2 separate regions of the Mus musculus genome follow, and region 1 is linked to region 2. A link is a contact called in public Hi-C data. All regions are on one chromosome and are shown on one strand. Each heading gives the region's core, a stretch centred on a gene start, on an enhancer-like site or on the middle of the called end of the contact. The rest is flanking DNA. Distances are from core to core; before and after follow the strand shown. Region 1 has its middle 7.9 kb from the start of Gm2848. Region 2 has its middle 35 kb from the start of Gm33116.

What was found. Hi-C and Micro-C count contacts between places; a contact is called where the count stands out from the background.
Region 1: a Hi-C map of bone marrow-derived macrophages shows a contact between it and region 2, with 30 read pairs. The contact joins two enhancer-like sites. A contact is called at or near these places in 5 of 15 datasets of contacts at CTCF or cohesin (the NIH/3T3 cell line, hippocampal excitatory neurons, large pre-B cells and 2 more), 37 of 484 Hi-C or Micro-C datasets (the 3T3-L1 cell line, 3T3-L1-derived adipocytes, B cells and 21 more), 21 of 115 datasets of contacts at active chromatin or transcription factors (DN3 thymocytes, astrocytes, bone marrow-derived dendritic cells and 10 more) and 1 of 9 other capture datasets (bone marrow-derived macrophages).

What each region holds. Positions count from the first base shown.
Region 1 is chr13:52,563,119-52,567,441 of GRCm38.p6, reverse strand. No RefSeq gene overlaps it. Among named protein-coding and RNA genes, the nearest start is that of Gm2848, 7.9 kb to the left of the region's middle. Within about 2 kb of position 2,396, at least 56 of the 459 cell types and tissues checked have an H3K27ac peak or open chromatin away from gene starts, as enhancers often do. A contact at or near this core is called in bone marrow-derived macrophages, where this site is marked.
Region 2 is chr13:52,266,848-52,271,227 of GRCm38.p6, reverse strand. No RefSeq gene overlaps it. Among named protein-coding and RNA genes, the nearest start is that of Gm33116, 35 kb to the right of the region's middle. Within about 2 kb of position 2,742, at least 11 of the 459 cell types and tissues checked have an H3K27ac peak or open chromatin away from gene starts, as enhancers often do. A contact at or near this core is called in bone marrow-derived macrophages, where this site is marked.

The DNA of each region.
Region 1 (4,323 bases), core at 1,147-3,646, 300 kb before region 2:
TACACATGGTCTATGCGTGTCTTGTGGTTAACTGTGGGACACTAAGCACCCAGGGTCTTTATCTCTAATCTTTGCAACAATTTGCAAAACCTGTGCTCCTGTTCCCAAGGTTCAAGGCCTCAGGTGGGGCGATTCTATTAAGAGACAGTGAGTGGGCCAAATCTGGATAGCTCTGGAGTTCCATTAGCAGTAGCCATGCAGATCTGCACCCGTGTGAGCTCCCGGGTGCTCTGTGGTAATGCCTCCAGATGGTACATCAAAGACATCAGAGGGACATCCACTGGGGCCAGGGCAGCGCAAGCCATCCATCCCCTTCTGCACCTATGGGACGTGTGTGACTAAAGCTCTCAGTGTGAGCCTCTCACCTTTCAAATTGTTTATTGAAGGACCTGCACACTCGGAGGGCTCTTATGAAACTGCCTTTTTGTGGCTTTGGTCACAGCTCCGGGAGTGTGAGGCACCACAGGAAAGGACAATGGGGCCACCCAACAGGTGCTGGAGGGCATGGCAGCCCGACGGGGGCCAGCGGCCACACACACATCTTGCTTCTTCAGCACAGGGGGCAGGTGTGGGGTGGGGTGGGGAAGAAGTCATGCTTAGCCTGTGGCAATGCCCAGTGACTATGGAATGAATGAAAGAACTTCTCTTCTGGGAATATGCTTTCCCATTGATGACCCCTTCTCCCGGGACCTCTGCTCCCTTACTGGTCTGCTGGTTTCATGTTGAATTTTTTTTTCCACTTTGAAAACTCTGGGATTAACACTGGGTTTCTGGCATCTTTATGATAAACCGCTCTGCTGGGGGAACAGTTAGGGCTAGCCAGCATCTCCTGGTGTAAGGAGATTGGAGTTAGTCAGCCACAGTTCCTGGCTGAGGCTCCCTTGTGATGCGCACTGACTTAGGGAAGCTCTTCCAAGATCAGGACCCGCAGGGGAGAATGAATGGATTCGTCTCTTCTCTACCCCTGAGCAGGCAGTGACCTTGGGTCCCATACCCATGGTCTGCACGCTTTCAAGTTTTGCGGCTTTCAAAAGGAAGTTGGAGTACAGGTGGTGAGCAGCTTTGTTGAAATGGTGAGGCTTAACACAGTGTGTCAACCACTTACATCATTCTCTTTTTCAAGTTCCGAGTCTCCATTACTGCGAAGAGGTGCAACTGGGACTGCAGGCACCAGGGCCTCAGAATGAGCTCTGTGCACCTTGCTGGGCTCCTACTGTATCTTTGTCTTCAGTTGACCTTCAAATATCCCAGCTATGGCTGTGGAGAGTGAGATATTTTCCAACCGTAACAGTCCTACTTGACTCCCATGGAGACCTCCTCATAGGTCTCACGAGCTTTATCAAAAATGAGTGACCTAGGTTGAGTAGACCACTCAGTGTAGAGTGCTTGCTGCACATGCGTGTGTACCTGACTTCAATCCTTGGGCAAAAGCCATGTATGGCCACACACGATTGTAATTCCAGAGCCAGGGAGGTGGAGGTGGAGATGGGTGAACTCCAGGAGTACCAAGACTGCTTGGCAAAGTTCCAGGCCACAGAGCAACCGTCCTTCAAAAAAAAGGTGGAAGGCATTTGAGGAATGACATTGGAGGTTGTACTCTGACTCCCACAAACATGTGCACACATGTACACACATGCACCTGCACAGTGTTTGTGTATGTGTGTGTGTATGTACACACATACATATATACACATATACACACATATACATATACACATGTACAAATATGCACGCACACTCACACATACGCGCGCGCGCGCGCACACACACACACACACATAAAGAGAGGGAAAGGGAAAGTTTCCTAGAGGTTTTCCTTGCCCGACCTGACTTGAAATCCAGCAGAGGGCACTATACTGTCAGCCAGACAGACATCTTCCTTCTAAGTGAGCAACTGGTAACAGCTGCCAGCTTTTAGCAAAACCAGTCTCATCTGGACAAGGGCTCCCTGTCCAAAAGGAGGCTAAGAACACACAGCAAGGATGCAATCCCATTCCAGGAGAGCCAGCTCAGACATGAAGGCACCAGTGAGACCTTGTCCTCTTTAACAGAGTCCTTACATTTCACGCATGACGAGACACGATAACCGCTTTGTATTCTTCCCGGGCTCTATTTATAGCAGTTATTAATGCGCCCATAATGGAAGTTCTTCTGCTTTTGGGGAACTGACTGTGAGACTAAATGACACCATGGTGACATCCTCTGCCAGGCATTCGGTATGGGCTGCTGCCTCCGAAATTGCCCATTTGGAGAACGTGTGCATGTCACAGGTTGTTTTCAAAAACCTTGAAAAAATGTCTAGCCATAGTTGCTAGGATTCAGATGTGAATGCCAGATTATCATAATGAACAAGCAGGGATTTTTGGCTGGTCTGGGGTTAGTTCCTTCTTTAGCTTGAATGTGACCTCTATGCTCAGGTCACTGAACGAACATTTCTTTACCTGGTTTCCTGAAGCCACATCCATACACAGCGATGTCTGGTGTCCACAGTCACTGCAGACCTTCTCCATTCTGGTGAGCAAGTTATTATCAAAGGCTTCTAAGCAGCCAATACTTTAAACATTTTATGAAAAACAAAAAACAAAAGTGATTCACAGTTGGTGGAGTGTCTGCCTAGAACTCCTGGAGTCCTGGGTTCGATCCCCAGCACCACATAAATGATTTGTGCAACCTCAGCACTCAGAAGGCGGAGGCAGATGGATCAGAAGCTTGAAGTCATGCTTGGCTACGTGGTGAGTTCAAGGCCAGTCTGGGCTACACGAGATTCTCAAGATCTTAAAACAAAACAAAACAAAAAACCGAACTTTTAAGTACATCACCCACGTGACTATGAAAACTGCTCATACCAGCTGTCTTTAGCACCTGATTTGATTGGCAGAGGAATGTCCTCAAGGGAAGCCCAGCCCAGACAATGGTTTTAGGAGTCAGGGCTCCAGGGCTCCAGGGCTCCAGGGCTCCAGGGCTCCAGGGCTCCAGGGCTCCAGGGCTCCAGGGCTCCAGGGCTCCAGGGCTCCAGGGCTCCAGGGCTCCAGGGCTCCAGGGCTCCAGGGCTCCAGGGCTCCAGGGCTCCAGGGCTCCAGGTGTGGCTCTCTCCCCAACCAGTCACAGGAGCAAATCTTGTGAGGGCCGGTTTAGCTCCATCAGTCACCTGGAGTGGGGGGTGTGCTTCACCCAGGAGGAGTTTCAGACAGTGCCCCTCCAAATGCCTTTCCCGACACACCTGTGCTGGCTGTTAGCTGGTTATTTAGAGATGCAGGATTAACTCTGAAGAGTTGGCTGTCCTTCTGTACAAAGGATTTTGGACCAATCTGACTTTGTAAGCAGCGGATGCAGACCAGAGCTAGTTTATGCAGTTGTAGCAGGCGCTGACATCTGACCCCACAGAACTGGGCATCAAACCTCATATGATTTCATCTGCATCACAGGACAACCCTGGCTGGCTGTGCACCTTGCTTATCCTCTATAGCCTCACCCACCAGCCCTTTGTCAAGTTCTGTGAGGGATGCTGTCTCGCCCTCTCTGAGTCATGAAGTAAATGTGGGCGCCATCAGCTGGAGTTCTTAAAAGGCCATGCTTGTGCTAGACATTTTACAAGGTTGACTGATTGGAACTTCAATGGCTCGATTATTACAGGTCATGAGCCAGATTAATATTGGCTCCCATGGGCCTTTATCTTGCCGTGTGTTGCCTATCTCCCTGTAATATAACCAACATCGCCAGGAACTCTTCTGAGAGACTGCTACTTAGATGCAGTTGGGACCTGACTTTTGCTGCAGAGAAAAATTTCAGAACAAGTCAGTGAGTTGAAGACGGGATGTATTAAAATAAGAATGTGGCATGCTTATGTTACAGAGTATGTACCAGAGATGACCACTCTGTTTATAGCCAACTCAAAGTCTATTCCAGCGAGCCGGGACTACACTCAATTTTTCAGGGACCCACCTGTAGCCCTGAATATTTAGACCAAGGGGCTTTTAAAAGGCAAAACTATACCCTGATATCTCACTCAGCAGCTTCAGGGGGCGGTTTGTCCAAGCAAACAGTCTAACAGAACCTAAGAGGTATCCTGACTCTAGGTTCCTAGAATAGAACTGGGTTGGGTCATTTCCCATGGGATTCTCAATCAAGATCAGATTTTAGTTAAGTCTGAAGTGTCCTTGGGAAGAACACAAGGTCTTCTTGCTCTGTCACACTTAGACCTAAATGATGTGACCGTGGGCATGGAGAAAGAGAGCCTTAACATTTAACCATAGCTATCAGTATTATTTTGGGCCCTCTGAAGTGATGATGGTCGATGGAGGTCATCTCTATCCAGGTTTAAAA
Region 2 (4,380 bases), core at 1,493-3,992:
AAGAGCAGCCTGTGTTATCCAGACTGATCTGCTTTGAAACAAACAGGACCCCAACAAAACGTGACAAACACACATTACACAGCTTCCCTAAAGCCTTCATCTGAGAGTCCTAGAACCTTCAACACTGCTGAGTCTGGTTGAATCCGTTAATCATTTTGCATCCACACGCCATTCACTGCATTGGCTTTAAGATTACTTTTATTTATACGGTTATGCATGTGTACACGAAAGTTGTGGGGTGTGTGTGTGTGTGTGTGTGTGTGTATAGAAGCCAGAAGAGGGTATCAGATCCCTGGAGCTGGAATTATAGGTAGTTGGGGAAGATGAAAGCCAACTCTGGAAGAGCAGCAAGTACCTTAGCCACTGGGCTATCTCACCACCTCCCTCCTGGTTTTCCCCCTTGCCTTTTGCTCTGCCTTGTCATTTTTGTTGAAAGTTAAATATGCTGTGTCAAGTAATGGAGTGAGGTACACAGGCTCCCACCACCAAGGCTCATCTGATGCTGGCAGAGAAGATGCTGTGTTGAAGGTCTACTGTGGTACAGATATGGAGTTCTGCCTCCTCGACTGTCCTTGCTTCTCTGTCTTCTGTCAAGGCACGACTGACTGAATGAGGTCGCATCTTGCAGCTCGGTCACCTGGAGTGACCTCAGTCGTTGGTCACTGTTCTCTTTCTCTCATACATCAAGTACATCAGAAAATACTTTTGGCTTCAGATTGACTGTGTATTTTGCCCAGGGCTGCTGTCAGGCTCCAGGACTCTTCCCAGGTGTGAAGTTCACACCCTCAATCCTTCAAGGTTCTGCACAAATCTCATTGTCTTACTGAGCAGTTTAGAATCCTGCTCTGCTTCTATCACTCTGTCCCCAAAATAGGCTGGCTCTCTTTCTGTTTCTACCTTGTTTTTTTTTCTCATTAGAATATATGATACTTCAAGGATGCCATTAATAAGTATTTTATATATTTATATACAATTGTTATATATTTACCTTATATTTATACTATATATAATATAATATAATGTTATTAATATAGCATAATATTATTAGGCCTGGGACTAATTTTAGACATTCTATTCAGTCTTGACACCTAAGTCCAATGCCAGGATCCCACAATGCAAAGAGAGAGCCATTTCCTGGAAATTGTCCTCTGACCTCCACACACTGTGACTCATGAACACACATACGCACACTTCACACACGTACACATATACATACCTCACACACACATACACACACTCATACACATGTACACACTTCACACACATATACACATACACTCACTTTACACACATAATAATAATATTCCAGAAAATTAAAAAACTAAAAGAATATTAATAACTTTGCGGAAATAGAACATAAAATCGAATGTCTACTTCTGTGCATTTGTTAGCCTGTGCACCCGAGTCTTTGCACACAAGTCTCGTGTGCGCAAAAGAAATAATTAACAGTGGCCTCTAGAGAGTGAGCTGTTGTGTATCCAGGGTGGAATAGGAAGGAAGAGTTATAGGAAGTCTGTCCATATTAAATATCACTTGAGTACATGACCTTTGCTTTTCAAAATAAATTAAATTCAAAGTAGGAAACAAAGCACATGGCTTGGGCCGCACTGTCACCTGCATCCTGGAAAGATTATGCACAGACGGCTGCTCTGTGTTCTCTCCCTATACGGCAGCAAGCATCTCTAACCCACAGACTCGTTTTCTCACTTTGAATCTCTTGTCACCCAAGACCACACTCTTCAGAGCTCTGGTGAAGACGGGGCAGATAATCAGCCTTTCCTTTCCATTCCAGCCTGGGCTTTCCTGCAAACAATTATCTCCACAGATAAGAAGCAATTTGCTCTCAAGGTGAATGTCCATTTCGCCTGGCAAACCCAGCACTGCCGTGAATGAAAGTCCATTTATGTTCAATAAATAATTCAGTTAAATTTATATTCCAATGCCGAGTCTCATCAGACCTTGGGAAATTGGTTTTGATGTCTTCAGGGCCTTTTGATTCCCTCCTCATCTTTCTCTGGCTCCTGACTCACTGGTCCTTTCTTTCTTGGCTGGGTGTGGGACTCTCCGGGGCACTGCTTTCTTGTAGCCATGTGTCTGTTCTCGCAACAGGGCTTCCCGGAAATGTTGTGTCCTTGTGCTTGCCTGAGACTGAGAGTCGACCCCGAAGTCTCTCTGCTGCTGAGTCCAATACAGCTCTCCTTAGCTTTCTTCCCCTCAATTCCCCACCCTCACCCCCCATTCTTTTTAATGTTAGAGTTAACTTGCACCCTCTATAATTCACATGCACGTATGTGCAGGTGGACAGGTGTGCATACGGAGAACAAAGGACAAGCCATTATTCCTTAAGAGCTGTCTACCTGGTTTTGATTTAGGGTTTTCGTTTGTTTGTTTGTTCTATTTTGTTTTAGGGGGTGGTCTTTCACAGAACCCAGAGCTCATTCATTAGACTGGGCTGACTCTCTAGCAAGTCCCTTAAAACAACAATTGTGTGCCCTAATGTTTCGAGTTACAGTGAATATAATCCTGCCCTGGGATGTGTTTTGCTCATGACATTTGTCATTGTAAAACACATTCTGTGACCATCTCCGAAGACTCTCAGTACACATCTCTAGAAGCCCACCTCCAGCCTGAGAAGAAGGCCGGCTTCTTCCTTCACATCCTAGCTGTAAGAACTTGGACCGTAGCCACTTTCTCCTCTGTATAAAAGGGGAAACTCACAGACTGTCTGTCTTAAGGCTGCTTAAAAACTGAGTTCCTCCTCAGGAGACTCTGAGACTGGCAGGTGGCCAAGGGTGAGCTCTCAGACTCTTCTTGGTGCTTCTCGGTAATTTGATGACAGTAGCTGATTTTGTTTGAAGGATTCTCCGTTTCATTAAGTCAGTAGCTGATGGATACTCGGGAACTCATGGCTGAGTTTTTCTCTATTGGAATTTTGCCCTAAAAGCTTGAAAAAAAAATAGAAAGGATTTAGTTTCCTCAGTTCATAAAATATAAGTCAAAGTATACAAATGGGCACTGGCCAAGCATATATGCTACCCAGGTACGAAAGAGTTCTTATATAACACATGCCATGCATAGTGAACAGACATAATGAAAAAAATAATTAAAACAATAATAAAATGAGCATGCTCTCTGGGATAGTTAGGAGAATGTATCCAGTCCTCCTGTGCACTGTTCACACTGGCTTTGTCAGACCTCAAGACAACCACATCACCCACATATCCTCTCCCAGCAGGAGTGATGCCCTCTTGACAGTCGCCTCTGTACAGTCCCCTGCACGAGACAGAGGCAGCTCCACTGAAGAGCCTCCTTCTACCCAGCAACTGTTTACTGTTTGTGTAACTTGGAAGACAAAGGTCTGAAGAACTCTTGCCATGCAAAGGCAAAAGCCTACTTGCTACATTGTGTTATATGTTAGGGATGGTGGTCAAACAGAAAACCTAATCTCTATGTGGATAAAGTTGAGTGTGCATAATGAAGCTGTAGAAAGAAATGTGTATCTCCTTTCATTTTGCCAGTGACTCACTGATAGCACACACTGGATCGAGTTTACATATATAACAGAGTTACCCTTCAGAGTCTAGGCAGGATCTATTGCAGAATTCCCACAGCTCCTGGATCCAACTATGCTGCAGTCATTTATGGAAAATGGTGAGATGCCAGGCATGGAAGCAGATGATGGCAATCCCAGCATCTGGGAGGTGGAGGCAGAAGGGTTGGTAGTTCAAGGCCAGCCTCAGCTCCATGAGACCATGTGTCATAGAAAAAAGAAAGAAAAATGGCCATCTTGCCAAAGGCAATCTACAGAGTCAATGCAGTTCCCATCAAAATTCCAACACAAGTCTTTACAGAGCTTGAAGTAACAATACTCAACTTCATATGGAAAAAATCAAGGATAGTTAAATCAAAATAAAAGAACTTCTGGGGGTATCATCTCTGACTTCAAGCTATACTACAGAGAACTAGTAATAAAACCCACATGGTATTGGCATAAAAACAGACAGGCTGATCAATGGAATAGAGTCAAAGACACAAAAATAAAGCCACACACCTATAGACACTTGACTTTTGCCAAAGAAGCCAAAACCATACAATAGAAAAAAGATTCAACAAATGGTGCTGGTCTAATTGGATATCTGCGTGTTGAAGAATACAAATAAACCCATATTTATCGCCTGCACAAAATTCAGGTACAAGAGGATCAAAGACCTCAACATAAAACCAGACACATTAAATCTATTAAAAAAGAAAATGGGGAACTTCCTTGAACACATTGGCGCAGGATACAACTCCCTGAATAGAACACCAATAGCTCAGGCTATTGGTATAATTGATAACTGGGACCTCATGAAGCTGAAAAGCTTCTGTAAGGTGAAGGAC